Regions from separate parts of the Mus musculus genome. Here region 2 is linked to region 1. The links are chromatin contacts, called in public HiChIP or PLAC-seq maps. All regions are on one chromosome and are shown on one strand. The core of a region is the stretch at or near the end of the contact, and the rest is flanking DNA. Distances in the headings are between cores, read along the strand shown.

The links. HiChIP or PLAC-seq counts read pairs in DNA pulled down with a chosen protein or histone mark.
Region 2: an H3K27ac HiChIP or PLAC-seq map of embryonic stem cells shows a contact between it and region 1, with 10 read pairs. The contact joins the enhancer-like site here to the promoter of Ei24 in region 1. A contact is called at or near these places in 3 of 39 promoter capture datasets (embryonic stem cells, hippocampal neurons and liver), 1 of 15 datasets of contacts at CTCF or cohesin (the NIH/3T3 cell line), 6 of 484 Hi-C or Micro-C datasets (cortical neurons, liver, nephron progenitors and 1 more), 5 of 115 datasets of contacts at active chromatin or transcription factors (embryonic fibroblasts, embryonic forebrain and embryonic stem cells) and 2 of 9 other capture datasets (adipose tissue and pancreatic islet).

The regions. Positions count from the first base shown.
Region 1 is chr9:36,793,179-36,800,947 of GRCm38.p6, reverse strand. Ei24 (etoposide induced 2.4 mRNA) reads left to right here and starts at 3,614. Exons shown (of 11, transcript NM_001199494.2): 1 at 3,614-3,735; 2 at 7,599-7,708. The coding sequence starts at 7,667.
Region 2 is chr9:36,852,595-36,860,363 of GRCm38.p6, reverse strand. The region is part of intron 3 of Fez1 (fasciculation and elongation protein zeta 1 (zygin I)); the gene reads right to left. Among named protein-coding and RNA genes, the nearest start is that of Fez1, 24 kb to the right of the region's middle. Within about 2 kb of position 2,718, at least 35 of the 459 cell types and tissues checked have an H3K27ac peak or open chromatin away from gene starts, as enhancers often do. A contact at or near this core is called in adipose tissue and embryonic stem cells, where this site is marked.

The DNA.
Region 1 (7,769 bases), core at 2,365-4,864:
ATTATTGCCCATGGCTGAATCAAACAAGAAAACAAGAGTTTCTCCCCTTAAGTGTTTCCATATGTAAATCCAGAATGATGATATGGTTATCATTATTATGTTGAATCGGAGTCTCACTATAGAGTCCTAGCTGGCCTGGAACTTACAAATAGACGAGGCTGTCTTTGAACTCACACAGCTCCACCTGCCTCTGTCTCTGTCTTCCTGTACAGGGCAAAAGTCTTGAACCACTATCATCAGGATATGTATAGATATATATTAAAAGCAGGGTTTTCTCATATAGCCCAGGCTAGCTTTGAACTTGGAATCCTCTAGTCTTTATCTTTCCAATGCTATGATTTCAGATTTGTGCCAAACACTGAAACCAGCAGGGACTTTACTTTTGGAAGCTTTGATCCCTTCTCCATTTTATCTTGCTGATTTGAACAAGAAGCTAAGATTTGGGCACACCAGGGAAAGGGGAAGTTTATTCTAGAATGGTTCTTGAACTTGGGCCAGGGAATAATGTTAGTCCACTGAAATAGAAGAGAGCTGTCCTGATTAGTTCTTTGTCAGTTTGTTAGGTAAAGAATCACCTGGGAAGAGGACCCTGATTGAGACTATGTCTCCATCAGATTGCCTGTTGATAAGTCTGTAAGGCTGGATTTTCTTGAATAATGATTGGGGTGGAGAGCCCAACCCACTGAGGGCAATCCTGCACCTGGGCAGGTGGGCCTCGGTGTTATAAGAAAGCAGACCAAACAAGCCTCGTAAAGCAAGTCAGTAAGCAATGTTCCTTCATGCTTCACTTCCTGCCTCAAGTTCCTGTCCTGACTTTAACTCATTGACAGAATGTGATATAAAACTGTAAGCCAAATACATTCCTCTTCAAGCTGCTTTTGGACATGATGTTGTATTGTAGCAATGGCCACCTCACTTATGCTATATCTGAGAGGTCTGGGCATTTGTTTTGCCATTGACTTTGACATCTGGGTTTCAGGTTCTTTCCACGTAGGAATAATAATAATAATGGCTTATAATAAGCATTTGATTCTATAGATGACCCGATCAGTAGCAGGTCTAAGCATTGGTGAAGGCAAAGGGAAATAAGAAGAAAAAGAAGTGAAGAGCCATAGAAGAGATTGGGAGTAGGGAACAAAGTCTTCTAGAAGAGGCAGAATAGTTCAGAGAGTAAGCAAATAGGCCACCCTAAATGATGCCATTTTTCTATAAGGGCAATTGTGAGCTAAGAGCACTTAAAAGTGAAACAAAACCAGCAAGAAAGGAGTTCTCTTAAAGGTGGGGCCAGAGGAAGACTAGTCAGGTCTCTACCACTGAGCTACACTGCCAGGCCAAGAGGGGCAATTATCCTCTCCTTTCCCTCTTTTTATTTTTTGGTTTTTCGACACAGGGTTTCTCTGTATAGCCCTGGCTGTCCTGGAACTCACTTTGTAGACCAGGCTGGCCTCAACTCAGAAATCCGCCTGCCTCTGCCTCGCGAGTGCTGGAATTAAAGGCATACTCCACCACGCCCGGCTTCCTTTCCCTCTTAAAAGCAGGGAGTTGCTGCTCTAAAAGTAACTTGAATAGGAATTTGAAGGGGATGGGAATTTAGCTCAGTGATAAAGCACTTGTCCAGTATACACGTCTAACTGGGCTAGATTTTTAAAAAATAGTTAATAGGTGGGGTACAAACCAAACCTTATCAAAATGCGATTTTTTCTCTTTAGCCCCACCCACCACTTCTCTACAACTGCCATTCTTTGCACAATGGCATTTAAAAACATTTGGGCTGGGAACTGGTGGCACACTCTTTTAGTCCCAGCATCAGGAGGCAGAGGCAGGTGGACCTCTAAGTTCAAGGCCAGCCTGGTCCTCACAGCTAGTTCTATTTTCAAGACAGGGTGTTAGTCCTGGGTGTCCTCGAACTTAATTTTTTTTTTCCTTTTTGGTTTTTTGAGACAGGGTTTCTCTGTGTAGCCCTGGCTGTCCTGGAACTTACTCTGTAGACCAGGGTGGCCTCGAACTCAGAAATTTGCCTGCCTCTGCCTCCCAAGTGCTGGGATTAAAGGCGTGCGCCATGCCAGGTTTCGAATTTAATGTTAATCCTCAGCCTTCCCTGTACTGGAGCTAAAGGAGTGAGTACATCCCACCACACCCAGCCGCGAGGACTCCTAACCAAGATCTTTTGAGGTGGAAAGACTCTTTTTTAATATGAGCCACACCTCCTGTTGGCAGCCTATATAAAGAACATGGATGAAGGGAACTCACGCTTTCCTGCTTGCTCTTGCTCTCACTGGCAAGTCCATTCCTCCACTGGCAGTAGAGCCTACTACTTTGGGATTCCAGCGTGTACTGAAGACCAGCTTCGACACCCAGCCTTGTGAAGTGCACAACTGCTGAACTCTTGGACCTTCCATTCACAGGTAACCATTGTTGGTTTAGTTGGACCACAGCCTGTAAGTCATTCTAATAAACCCCATATATATTCATTAAGTTCTGTTCCTCTGGACTAAACTAACTGGGTGGTGGTGCATGCCTTTAATCCCAACACTTGGGAGGCAGAGGCAGAGGCAGGCCACCCTGATTTACAGAGTGAGTTCCAGGACAGCCGGAGCTATAGAGTGAAGCCCTGTCTCCAGCCTCCCTCCATCCCCCTCCAAAAAATAAAAGAAAACCCATCTCCAATCTTCTTCATTCCCTTCTCAGGGTTTATATGTCAGTCACTACTAACTCACTAGCTAACTTGTATGCTTTTCTTATACTTGACTCTTTCTGGGTTTTGTTTCTTAAATTCAAAGGAGAAACCTGAAAAGGGTAAAAGTGGCTTTTCCTACAGTTTCATGACAAGAAATTATGGAGCCAGGCTAGAAATGAGCCAGTTGAAAACAGCAATCTCTACTTGTTTTTTATCACAGCCATTCCATCATTACAATCCGCACTAAATGCTACCTAAGTGGTTGATGCCTTATATTCTGAATCACTCAAACTTCTGATCTCTTGCCTCCAAATTCCAAGTGCTGAGATTGTACTATCATGCCCTGTGTAATATAATTCTTGGACTTGAAGCCAGGGCTTTTTGCATGTGCATGATAACTGATTACTCTATTGAGTTTTTGTTTTTTGCTTTTGTTTTTTTCTGAATCAAGATGTTGTTACACAGCTCTGCCAAGGCTGGTACTTACTAGGTAGCCAAGGCTGGACTCGAATTTGGACCATTTCTTCTCTTCAGCTTTCCAAGGGCTGGGATTTCAGGTGTGCATCACCATACCTGGTTTATTAGTCTTTATAGAAAGCCTCCAAATTATCAAGGTGTCTCCTATTTTATTGTTTTCATCATTTGTTCTTAAAGGATATCAGAAAGACCAGCACTGATGTGTAGATAGATTAAGGAGGTTAACGATCGCTCAACAGTGAGAAGGGGTTTGACTAGGAGGCAACAAAGGTCTAGAATCCTGGACCTGGATACCCAGAATGAGTCTGGACTCTGAGGTCCAGCCAACTACAATTCCCAGGCTCCCAGACCACGCCCCCCGGTATGGCCCCGCCCTACCTCGCTAGCCCCGCCCCTGCCCAGCGACCGGCAGGCTGCCCGCCCGACTTCCCAGCTGCCCCGTGCGGCCCGGGCATGCCCAGTGTGGGCGCAGCCCCGGCTCTCCGAGCGCCCGGGCGGAGCGGGCAGCCGGGCGCGGAGCAGGCGAACCGAGCCTCGGTGGGCGAGCGCCCTGGCTGGAGCCGCGGCGGTAGGGTGGCGGGGTAGGTGCAGGCCGCGGCGGGCAGTGGGCTCGAGCCGCTTGCAAATCGCAGCCTGGGCGGCAGGGCCCATCGAGGGCTGGCAGGCCGGAGCTAGTTCCTAAGGTTCTGGAAGGGGCTGCGGCAAGGACCCCGGCCCCCGAAGGGCCCGGGACGCGAAAGGCGGCAGGGGCAGGCCTGGCGGCGGCGCGCGGGACTCAGGCTTTCCCCAGGTGCGGCGGGGCTATCTTTAGCTCCGGTGACCCTCAGTGAGCGAGGTCCGCACCTTGTGCGCGGCAGTGGCTGGGGAGGAAGACGGGTTCTCACCCCAATTGCCCCGACGCTGCGGGAGAGAAGGGGCCGAGTACCCCAGGTTGCCCAGGAGGCAGCCTGTGGCCGGGTGATGCGTGAGGGTGTTTACCTTTTCCCTACCTGGAGTGGGAAACACTGGCTTCCTCCCTTCCGGGACTTGAATCTGGTGGCTTCGGAATGAAAGTGCAGGAGTATGTCTCAGTAGGTGCTTAATCGGTTCTAAAGACTGTCAAATTTATTGGCCAGCAGTGTTTCAAGGTTTAAGGAAGGTGATGCTTGGGTTAAACAAAAATCCTCGTTGCAAAGCTTAAGCCAAAAAGTCCAGTCTCGGTTAGAACACTGAAGTTCCAAAGTTGGTTGTAATTAGCTTTCACTCACTGTTGACAAACCGTTTATATGTAAAATATTGTGAACCAGATGATGCATCTTGGTTTTCTCTGTTGTTAGAGCCCTTTGTGTCAGTCAGTGTGTGGTCTCAAATCGTGGAAGGTTATTTTTCTGCTTGTCTCAGCAATTTGTTAAACAGGGCAATTCATACCAAATGTTCTCTCCCATAGAAAAGTTGTTAGGCCCACGGTATAATAATGGCCTTTCCTTTAAAGGCTCTATTTGGTCACTGGTACTTTGTTAGTTGGTACATGAAGAAGCCGGGTATTAATCTGCCAAGGAGTCAAATAACACAGTGGTTCTGGGATATGACAGATTTTGAAGCTCCCTGTCTGGGCTCTTGGAGAAAACTAGAGTAATGGATTTTCTCACCTCAAGTCGGGTGTGTTCTTTAACAGGATTACATTTATCCAGAATTTTTTCAGCTTTGTTTATTCTGTCGTACTCTATCCCGTGAAGAATTTTAATATGCTACCCTTTATTTGTAGATGAGCAAGTTGTTGCTTAAGATGGTGGTACATTTGTGATATACCTTAGTGTCTTGGACATTTACTAGTTTCCTGGTCATGGACTGCTTTTTACCACAACTCCTAGAGCACTGGCTTTCTCTGTACACATGATTGAAGCTCTTGAGGTTTTCTTTTTCTGCTTTTTTAGGAGGGGGGAGTGGGAGTAGTAACAGATGTTTCCTAACCTTAGGAACTTCTCTAGGTGAGCACATTTGGGTAGGATTTGACGTAAGGAGCAGATGCAGGCAGCCTTCTGACTGTACTCCCTGTTTGTCCAGTTCTGAATGGCATCAGTCCAGTTGGGTCAGTGTGGTGCTGAAGTGGCCAGAGGTCAAGGAAAGTATCCTTTATGTTTTGAAGTTTGAGTTGTATACAAGCTGACTATTATATTTTATTATCTCTTAAATTGAAGATTCTAAGCTTGATTTGGTGGGGCATGATAACTTTGGAATCCTAAAATCTCATATTTTTGCAAGCAGACTTTCCATTCACCTGAGAGTTCACTTTAAAGAAATTAAATAATTGAGAGTCTTTGGGGGGGGGGCAGGGTTTCTCTGGCCCTGGCTGTCCTAGAACTCACTCTATAGACCAGGCTGGCCTTGAACTCAGAAATCCTCCTGCCTCTGCCTCCCAAGTGCTGGGATTAAAGGTGTGCGCCACCACTACCCAGCTGAGAGACTAGTATTTTAAGATTATTTATATATAGGGGCTGAAGAGATGGCTCAATGTTTAAGAGCACTAACTACTTTTCAGAGGACCTAGGTTCAATTCGAAGCATCCACAAGGCAGCTCACATTTGTAATATATGACTGATGCACAGATATATGCAGGCAAAACACTTATCTTCATAAAATTAAGTTGGTTTTTTTTTTGTGTGTTGTTGTTTTTTAAAAAGCTGGGTAGACCTCTTAGTTCAAGGCCAGCCTGGTCTACAGAGTGAGTTCCAAGACAGCCAGAGCTACACAGAGAAACCCCATCTTGAAAAACAAGATTTTCTAGTATGAACCCTCTTATCATTTTGGTACTAGAGACTGTGTATGCGAGGCAGGTTCTCTACTAAACTATATTCCCAATGTTTTGTTTTGTTTTTGAGAGAGTTTTTTAAATTATCCAGTTGTTAATTAATTCAGCTTGTGTAGACCTTGAACTTGTGCCTATCTTAGCCTGCCAGGCAGCTGGGATGCTAGGATTTCATCACCAGCCCTCAGTCTCAGTTTAATTTCTCTTGGTGTTGGGAATGGAACATACCGTGCAAGCACTCTACCACTGAATTGTACTTTTTTTTTCTCTATCAGTTCTTTTCAACATTTATTGTCTGTTTGCATCTGTTTGCATGACCTTGCATTTACATGTGAATGAGCCATGGCCAGTGTGCTTGTGAAGTCAGAGGACAACCCACCTGTAGGCTCTGCAGAAGACACACCTTCACCTCCCCAGCCCCGACTCTGAGTTATTTGCAGCTCTGTCAATTTATTAATTATAAAGCTGGGTTTTCCAATCAACTGAGAAATAATATGAGAGAAACCTTTACTATTCTTTAGTTTTTGCAACAGGGTCTCATGTAGCTTCCTTTAAATTTCCAATTTAGTGGATGATGACCTTGAATTCCTGATTCTCTTGCCTCAGCTTTTCTAACTAACCCTTACCATTCTAACCCTTCTAAAGACTGTTTACAAATGTGAACTTTATGACCTTTTGCTTGTTTCTCTGGCTCCAATGCATATTGAGTGAGCATGCAGCCTGCCATTGAACTAGACCGTCAGCCTTAGTCTGTCTAGTTTAAAATTCTTTGTTTCTTACATGATCCTTAAAAGACATGTGCATGTATATTTAAGATTAGAAAGTGAACTGGTACTGTAGGCCAATGGTAGAGTATTTGCTTATTACATGTGAAGCTCTGGGTTTGGTAGTTTTAGATTATGTCTTAAATTTTCCCATGTATTTGAGGACTATGAATAAAGTGAATCAAAATAAATTATTGTTATTATATGAGACAGGGTTTTCAGTGTAGAACTTAATATGTATCTGCCTGGTGAGAAAACTGGTGATTCTCCTGCCTTTGCCTTCTGAGTGCTAGAATTGCAATCTATCATAGTGTGTAGCTTCTGTGTGTGCGTGCATGCACCTGCCTGTGTAGGTCTAGAAAAGGTTATTGAACCCCCGGGAGCTGGAGTTCAGATGGTTGTCAGTGGTCTGAGATAGGTGTTAGGAATCGAGGAATCGATCTCTGGTCCTCTGAAAGAGTAGCCAGTTCTCTTAACCACTGAGCCATCTTTTCCAGTCTCACATTCAAGTGCTGGAGACTATGTAGCCAGTATAAAAATTGCTTAAGAGAGTATTTCTATCCAGATTCTCAAAAGTGAAAGTGTTTGGGAGGAGTGGTTTGGAAATTCAAGGCTCAGGGGAGACCACTTGTCCAGGAGCACATTTTGCCCCTTATCTAAACATTCCTGTAGTTTCAGCAAGTGTGGGACTAGCCAGAACAACTTCCAGTATCTCATCTCTGAAGAAAACAGACTCTTAATTTTAGCAGTTAAAGGTCTAGCCTCTTAGTTGACGTTATTAGTGTCAGAGTCTATTACTCTTGTATTAGGGATACTAGAATGTTGTGTCATTTTGTAGAAACATCATGAAGTAATGGATCTTTAACATTAGTCTTTTTCCTCCATCTCTGTCTAGGCCCTCCATGATGAATGGTTTGGGGGCACTTCCCTCTCGCTGTATTTGATAGTCTGGGCAGTGGAGAGATGGCTGACAGTGTCAAAACCTTTCTGCAGGACCTTGGCAGGGTGAGTATATTTTGTTTCAAGGAATTTGTCCCTTAACCTTTTCTTTTTTGCTTTTTTGTTA
Region 2 (7,769 bases), core at 1,469-3,968, 60 kb before region 1:
GCCCAGCGGGTAAGAGCACTGACTGTTCTTCCAGAGGACCTGGGTTCAACTCCCAGCACCCACATGTCAGCTTACAACTGTCTGTGACTACATGATCTGACACGTGCCTTCACAGACGTACATTCGGGCAAAACACCAATGCACATAAAATAAAAACAAATAAAAATTTAAAAATTCTTTAAAAAAAAAGAATGTGATAAAATGCCAGTCTATCATTGGAATCCAATTGTGGTTTCATAGCGAGTATAGAATGCAAGAATCGATATATCCCATGGGCTAAAGGACAAACTGAACCAGGGATGGTGATACAAGTCTGTGATTGCAGCTTTTAGGAGGTAGTCCCAGGGTGATCAGGAATTTAAGATCACCTTCCTACTATCCCTACCTAGCAAATTCAAGTCCAGCCTGGGCTTACAAGATCTACCATTTCAAAACAAAGCAACAACAGAAAAAAACAGATGCAGATGGTGATTGCCTGTAATCCCAGCTCTCTAAAGGCAGAAGAGTAGCAACAGGTCCAAAGCTAGCCTAGATTGTACAGTGAGACCTCGTTAAGAAAAGAAAGGAAGGAAAAAAAGAAGGGTGGGATGAAGGAGAAAGGAAGGAGGCAGGGAGGGGAGAGAAAGGGAAGGAAAAGAAAGAAAAAAAGAGGACAAACTAAAGCCCAAGAAAAGCATTGAAGGGGAACTCTGTTTGACTCATTTGTCCTGTGCCCCTACATTCTGTAATCCTAAACAAGAGTCTAGAAGTTCACAACCATTAAAACTCCAGAAGACATCTAAATCCAGCAAGATATTTGTAACAATTCTGGCTTTTCTGGCCATGTTGCGAATTGTTAATGGTCGGGAGTTTATGTTTACATCCTGAACATGTTCAATCACCTAATCACTTAAAAAGTTCCTTCCAGAAATCCAATTGAAAACCACATAGGGGTTGGCAAGAGGCATCCAGGGAACTCCTCCAGAGAACCACCTCCCATACACAATCCGCTTTTTCTTGGTCTCTAAGAGCTCACATGCTGGTTGATCTGTCCCCTGCTCCCCTCCTCCCAAGCACATTTCTTCCTATTCTAACAGGAGACACTTGGTTGAGATTCCAGATATCCTGTAATGTGGCCTCAAAACATCTTTTGGCTGGTACCGCCTAACCATGCTTATCCTCTCCTATCTCTGCCTAAAACCAGAACATTGTAATAATAATAATAATAATAATAATAATAATAATGAGGAGGAGGAGGAGGAGAGGAAGAAGGAGAGGAGGAGGAGGAGGAAGGGGAAGAGGAGGAGAAGGAGAGGAAGAGGAAGAGGAAGAGGAAGAGGAAGAAGAAGCAGCAGCATTGAAGCAGCAGCAAGTGTATCTTGAACGCCATCTGTTCTCAACCTGGAGAAAGGGCATGGCAGGGCGGTGAGGGGACCACCAGAGGAGCTGGCTGGCAGATGGCAGCATCTATTTCTGCGACGGAATCCATATGCTTGTATCTCTGCCAATCTGCCACCTGTGGTAGCTGCTTGTTTCCACAGCTCCCCCACCAGGCAGAACAAAACTCCTAGGGCCACACTTTGTTCACAGCTGCAGTCACAAGGCAGAACTTCCCAAGGGTCAGGCAGTCCTGGGGTAGAAGGGTGGCTCTTATTGAGAAATGGAGGCTTTTCTTTTCTGTTGGAATTACTTTTATAAGCCCCTGACAACAATGTTTGCCTGTAATTCAAATTCAGATATGACAGGTTGAAATGAAGGCTCTGAAAATGCACCAGGTAGCTAGGTATGTGGTATTTACTTATAATTACAATACTCAAGAGGCTAAGGGGGACTAGCCTGAGCTACACAGTGAGAGCCTCTCTCAAAAATAAAAACAAATAAACAAATAATGGATTATGGATATAGCTCAGTGATAAAGCCCTGGACCCATCCCCAGCTATAAAAAGGTGACCTAGGACTATAGTTCAGTGGAACTATATGTTCATATATACATATATATATATATATATATATATATATATATATACACACACACATATATATATATATATATATATATATACACACATATATATATATATACATATATATATTCCAATATATATAGTTATATAGTTCAGTTGAACAATTTGTCTAGTAAGTGCAAATTGACCCTCAACGCTGAAAAGCAACAGCAAAAGGCCAAGTGTGGTGGTGCCTGCCTGCACAAGGGCTGCAAAAGATCAGGAGTGCAAAGTCATTCCAGATTCAAAGACCATTTCTCACTACACAGGGAGTTCAGGGCCTGAGCCACGGGAGACCAAAACCAAACACATGAAATGTGACTGCTTACATTTTCTGAATTCACTTCAAGTGCACTTGCTTCACTAATTTAGCATTGCACCTTTGACCCAGATCATCTCCCTCTGCAAGTTTCTCCCACATGGGGGTGGGGCTTGTAGGGAAGGGAGGCTCCTAGTGGTTATTCAACAGTTAATGGACCCCAACTGAGGCCTAGTGTGTGCCTCTCTCAGGCACAAAGCTTAAGGGTCTGGGCCTAAATTGTTAGAATAAAGTAAAGGGATCGGAAATTACGGGATTATGAAAGCACTGTTGCGGGTACTATAAGCATGCATTTCCTTGGCTCTCAGAAATCCACCACGGAAAAAACAAAACAAAGGGCTCAGCACACACAATGCACCCCAGGAGAGTCCCGGTTCCGCCCTTGTGTAGCTGCTATCTCTGCTCAATCTCTCAGCTTTCACCACATCCACCCAGACTGTCGGGCCTTCCTCTTCTTTGACTTTTGCTCTCTTTGTCCTGCTTCACCCTGATCTGGATCCATCAAGCCTGTTTTGTTTTCTCAGTCCTCCAGAGTCTGCTTTCCCTGACAGCTTCTGTCACTTCTGAACAAACCCTTCAGACTCCAGACTTCCCCCTCTCAAACCAAGGTAGAATTTTGAGCAAAAAAGCTTAATTGAACAAGAGAGAGGGAATTTGAAAAACAACAGCATCTGGACACTCATTTCTATTCTGTGACACAGACATCAAAGTCACTTCCTAGGCTACTTGTGTGGCGATGACAAAGGTACCTGCTCAAAAAGATACACAAGCTCGATACTTGGTGTTTGTGTCTTTGTGGGCTAAACCTGACATTTATTTCCATGCTGTCAAAGTGAATGAGGTTCTTATAAAACAACAAACAAACAAACAAACAAACACCCCCAAAGACCCCCTATCTACCCAAGGGTCTTCTTCCTAGAGATAAGAAGACATGGACCCAGAGTGGGAACTGACCATAGCAGCTTTTCTTCCTCTTGCTTTGAGGAAAAGGTGTGCATCAGGACTGACACCAAGCAATATAAAGCTAGAAAGTGTCAGGCAGTGGTGGTGCACGCTTTTAACCCCAGCTCTTGGGAGGCAGAGGCAGGCAGATTTCTGAGTTGGAGGCCAGCCTGGTCTACAAAGTGAGTTCCAGGACAGTCAGGGCTACACAGAGAAACCCTGTCTCGAAAAAAAAACCAACCAACCAACCAACCAACCAACCAACCAAACAAACAAACAAACAAATAAAATGAAGCTAGAAAGGAATGCTGAGCCTGTAATGCTTCAGCCTTGTGCAACAGTCTATGAAAGGCTTCAGAGATTGTTGAGTCCTTGTTTCTAATTCAATACTTTGGGATTGGAGCCAGGCAGATTGGGAGTTCAAAACTAGCCTGGGTGCCAAGAACCTGGACCAAACATTTTCCCCTCTTTCTTTAAATAAACAAACACTATACATGCATCTGAAAAACAACAGATCAGGCCTCGTCAAGGCTTTTGGAGCAAGCTGCGTTGGATCCTGCCCTCCTGCCACAGCAAGGACACATCTGGACAGAATCTATGAGGCAATTGTTTCCAGGCACTGGATACAGGCAGTGTAAGGCTTTGGACTGGAAAGAAATGAGGAAAAACCAGATCTACTGAAAAGTATAAGAATACCAGAAGTGGTCAAATATCAAGAATTGTATTTGTTTGATTTTTGAGTTTTATTTAAATGGTTGCTTTTGTTGCTATTCTGAGACAATGTCTATATATCCTCGAACTTGAAATGCTAGCCAAACTGGCTTTGAACTCATAGTTTCCTCTTGCCTTCACCTCCTGACTGTTGGCTTTGCAGTGCTACAATGATCACCCTGAGAATAAATTTAAATGATCTGTTTTTCTTCTTTCAGAAAAATCATTTTGTATTGTGGAATATAAAATATAAATCAAAATAAAATGCATGATAATAGCACATGAATGGAGGGAATAGATAAACTTTCAAGTTTCAGATTTTATCTGAAGAGGCAAAATATTTCTTCTAAGTAGACTATGATAACTGAAAATGTACAATGTGATCTCTGGGGGAAATGCTCTATAAAAATACCAAGGACATGATAGCACAGGCCTGTAATTCCAAAGACCTGAAAATGTAAAGTCTGAAGATAGCTTTGGCAAATTAGTGAGATCCCCTTACTCCCTTCTCAACAAAACAAAACCCCAACACTTCAGCTGGGGTCAGGTGGATCTCTATGAGTTCAAGCCCAGCCTAGTCTATATGGTAATTTCTATGACAGCCCAAGCTATATAGTAAGGCATTGTCTTAAAACCAAATGAACAAAAAAGGTGACAAGTTATAGATAAAATTTCATTACAAGAACAAAATAGAATGCCAAAGAAAAGTGAAAAAAGAAATTTAAAAATCTGGATTATGGTGGCACACACCTTAAGTCCCAGCACGAGGGAGGCAGAAGCAGAAGCAGGCAGATCTCTGTGAGTTTGAGGCCAGCCTGGTCTACAAAGTAAGTTCCAGGACAGCCTGGGCTGTTAACACAGAGAAATGTTGTCTCGGGGCTGGGGAGCGGGGAAGAAGGGGAAGAAAGAAAGTTGGAGGGGACTGGAGAAATGGTTCAATAATTAAGAGCACTGACTGCTCTTCCAGGGGTTCCCAGTAGGCACATGGTTGCTCACAATCACCTGTAACTTCAGTTCTAGGGGATCCAATACCTTCTGCTGTCCTCCTTGGGCACCAAATATGTAAGCTATGAACAGACATACATCTAGGCATGCATATACATAAAATAAAACTAAGGAGGAAGGAAGGAAAGAAGGAAGAAAAAAGGAAGGAAGGAAGAAAAAAGGAAGGAAGGAAGGAAGAGAGAGAGAAAGGGAAGGAGAGAGGGAGGGAGGGAGGGAGCAAGAAAGCTGGAGAAATGTCTCAGCGTTTAAGAGCACTAGCTGCTCTTCCAGAGGACACAGGTTCAATTCCAGGCACCCACATGGCAGCTCACAGACACCTACAACTCCAGTTCCAGGGGATCTGGTACTTTCTTTGGGCCTCCCGCAGGCACCAGACACTGAAGTAGGACACAGACAAACATGCAAGAAAAACAGCCATACAAATAAAATACAAATGCATAACTTTTTAAAAGTTAGAAAGGAACTAAGAAAATAGGTTAACTAAAGGAAAAAAATCACAACTTTAGAGAAAAACCAAAGAAACCAAAAGTGCTCCTAAAAAGATTGATAGAAATGATAAGCCACAGACCAGAAAGAAAGGACACAAATTCTCGCTAGCAGAAACAAGAAAGAAAACTCACAAACATTACTACAAAATGGAAAATTACAGAGCCATACATCTGACTGCTCAGCAAGTAAGAGTTTAGCAAGTAAAGGCACTTATGGTCAAGCATGACGACATGAGTTCAATCCCCAGAAATTACACAGTAGAAGGAGAGAATTGACTCTCAAGTTGTTCTCTGGCCTCCACACATACACCACGTCACACAACACACAAAATAAATAGTTAAATTTAAAATTAAATTCTAAAGAAGATCATAGACAAATTTGTGGTTAATCCTCTCATTGATAGATTGAATGGGTAAATTCCTTGAAATATGTGACATGATTCAGGGGTCTGGGGAGATAGCTCAATGGGTGATACTATTTACTGCAAAAGAATGAGGGCCTGAGTTCAAGTACCCAGCATCCATGTAAAAAGCAGGGCATGTGGGGCTCAGAGCTAAACAAAGAATTCTCACCTGAGGAATACCGAATGTCTGAGAAGCACCTGAAAAAATGTTCAACATCCTTAATCATCAGGGAAATGCAAATCAAAACAACCCTGAGATTCCACCTCACACCAGTCAGAATGGCTAAGATCAAAAATTCAGGTGACAGCAGATGCTGGCGAGAATGTGGAGAAAGAGGAACACTCCTCCATTGTTGGTGGGATTGCAAGCTTGTACAACCACTCTGGAAATCAGTCTGGCAGTTCCCCAGAAAATTGGACATAGTACTACCGGAGGATCCCGCAATACCTCTCCTGGGCATATATCCAGAAGATGTTCCAACCGGTAAGAAGGACACATGCTCCACTATGTTCATAACAGCCTTATTTATAATAGCTGGAAAGAACCTAGATGCCCCTCAACAGAGGAACGGATACAGAAAATGTGGTACATTTACACAATGGAGTACTACTCAGCTATTAAAAAGAATGAATTTATGAAATTCCTAGGCAAATGGATGGACCTGGAGGGCATCATCCTGAGTGAGGTAACCCAATCACAAAAGAACTCACACAATATGTACTCACTGATAAGTGGATATTAGCCCAGAAACTTAAAATACCCAAGATATAAGATACAATTTGCTAAACACATGATACTCAAGAAGAATGAAGACCAAAGTGTGGACACTTTGCCCCTTCTTAGAATTGGGAACAAAACACCCATGGAAGGAGTTACAGAGACAAAGTTTGGAGCTGAGACAAAAGGATGGACCATCTAGAGACTGCCATATCCAGGGATCCACCCCATAATCAGCTTCCAAACACTGACACTATTGCATACACTAGCAAGATTTTGCTGAAAGGACCCAGATATGGCTGTCTCTTGTGAGACTATGCCGGGGCCTAGCAAATACAGAAGTGGATGCTCACAGTCAGCTATTGGATGGATCACAGGGCCCCCAGTGGAGGAGCTAGAGAAAGTACCCAAGGAGCTGAAGGGATCTGCAATCCTATAGGTGGAACAACAATATGAACTAACCAATACCCGCCCCTCCTACCCCCCCCCCCCCCGGAGCTCGTGTCTCTAGCTGCATATGAATCAGAAGATGGCCTAGTCGGCCATCAGTGGAAAGAGAGGCCCATTGGTCGTGCAAACTTTATATGCCTCAGTACAGAGGAACACCAGGGCCAAGAAGTGGGAGTGGGTGAGTAGGGGAGTGGGTGGGGGAGCATGTGGGGGACTTTTGGGATAGCATTGGAAATGTAAATGAAATAAATACCCAATTAAAAAAATAATATTCTGGGGAAAATTAAAAAAAAAAAAAGCAGGGCATGGTGTGTGCATCTGTAACCTCAGTGATTACAGATGGGAAATGGAGACAGGGTCCAGCCAGCCAGCCAATCTACCTGAATCATGGCTCTAGGTCCAGTTAAGAAACCTTGGCTCAAAAATCAATGTGGAGGGCAACAGAGGAAGATACCTTGAGTGGGCCTCTAGCCCCTGCATGAGAGAGTGCGCAAGCACACACACACACACACACACACACACACACACATGCAAGCACGCATGCACGCACGCACGCTCGTGTGCACACACACACTAACCTACAGAAAAAAGTCCAGGCCCAGGTGGGCTCTTTGCAGTAGCCTTTTGAACATTTAAGGAGGAAGCAATATCAATCTAACATTCTCTCTTTTGTTTTAGGTAACTACAAGATACTGTACACATATATACATCAAGAGAAAATGTACAATCAAGAATTCAAAGAGGATGTGA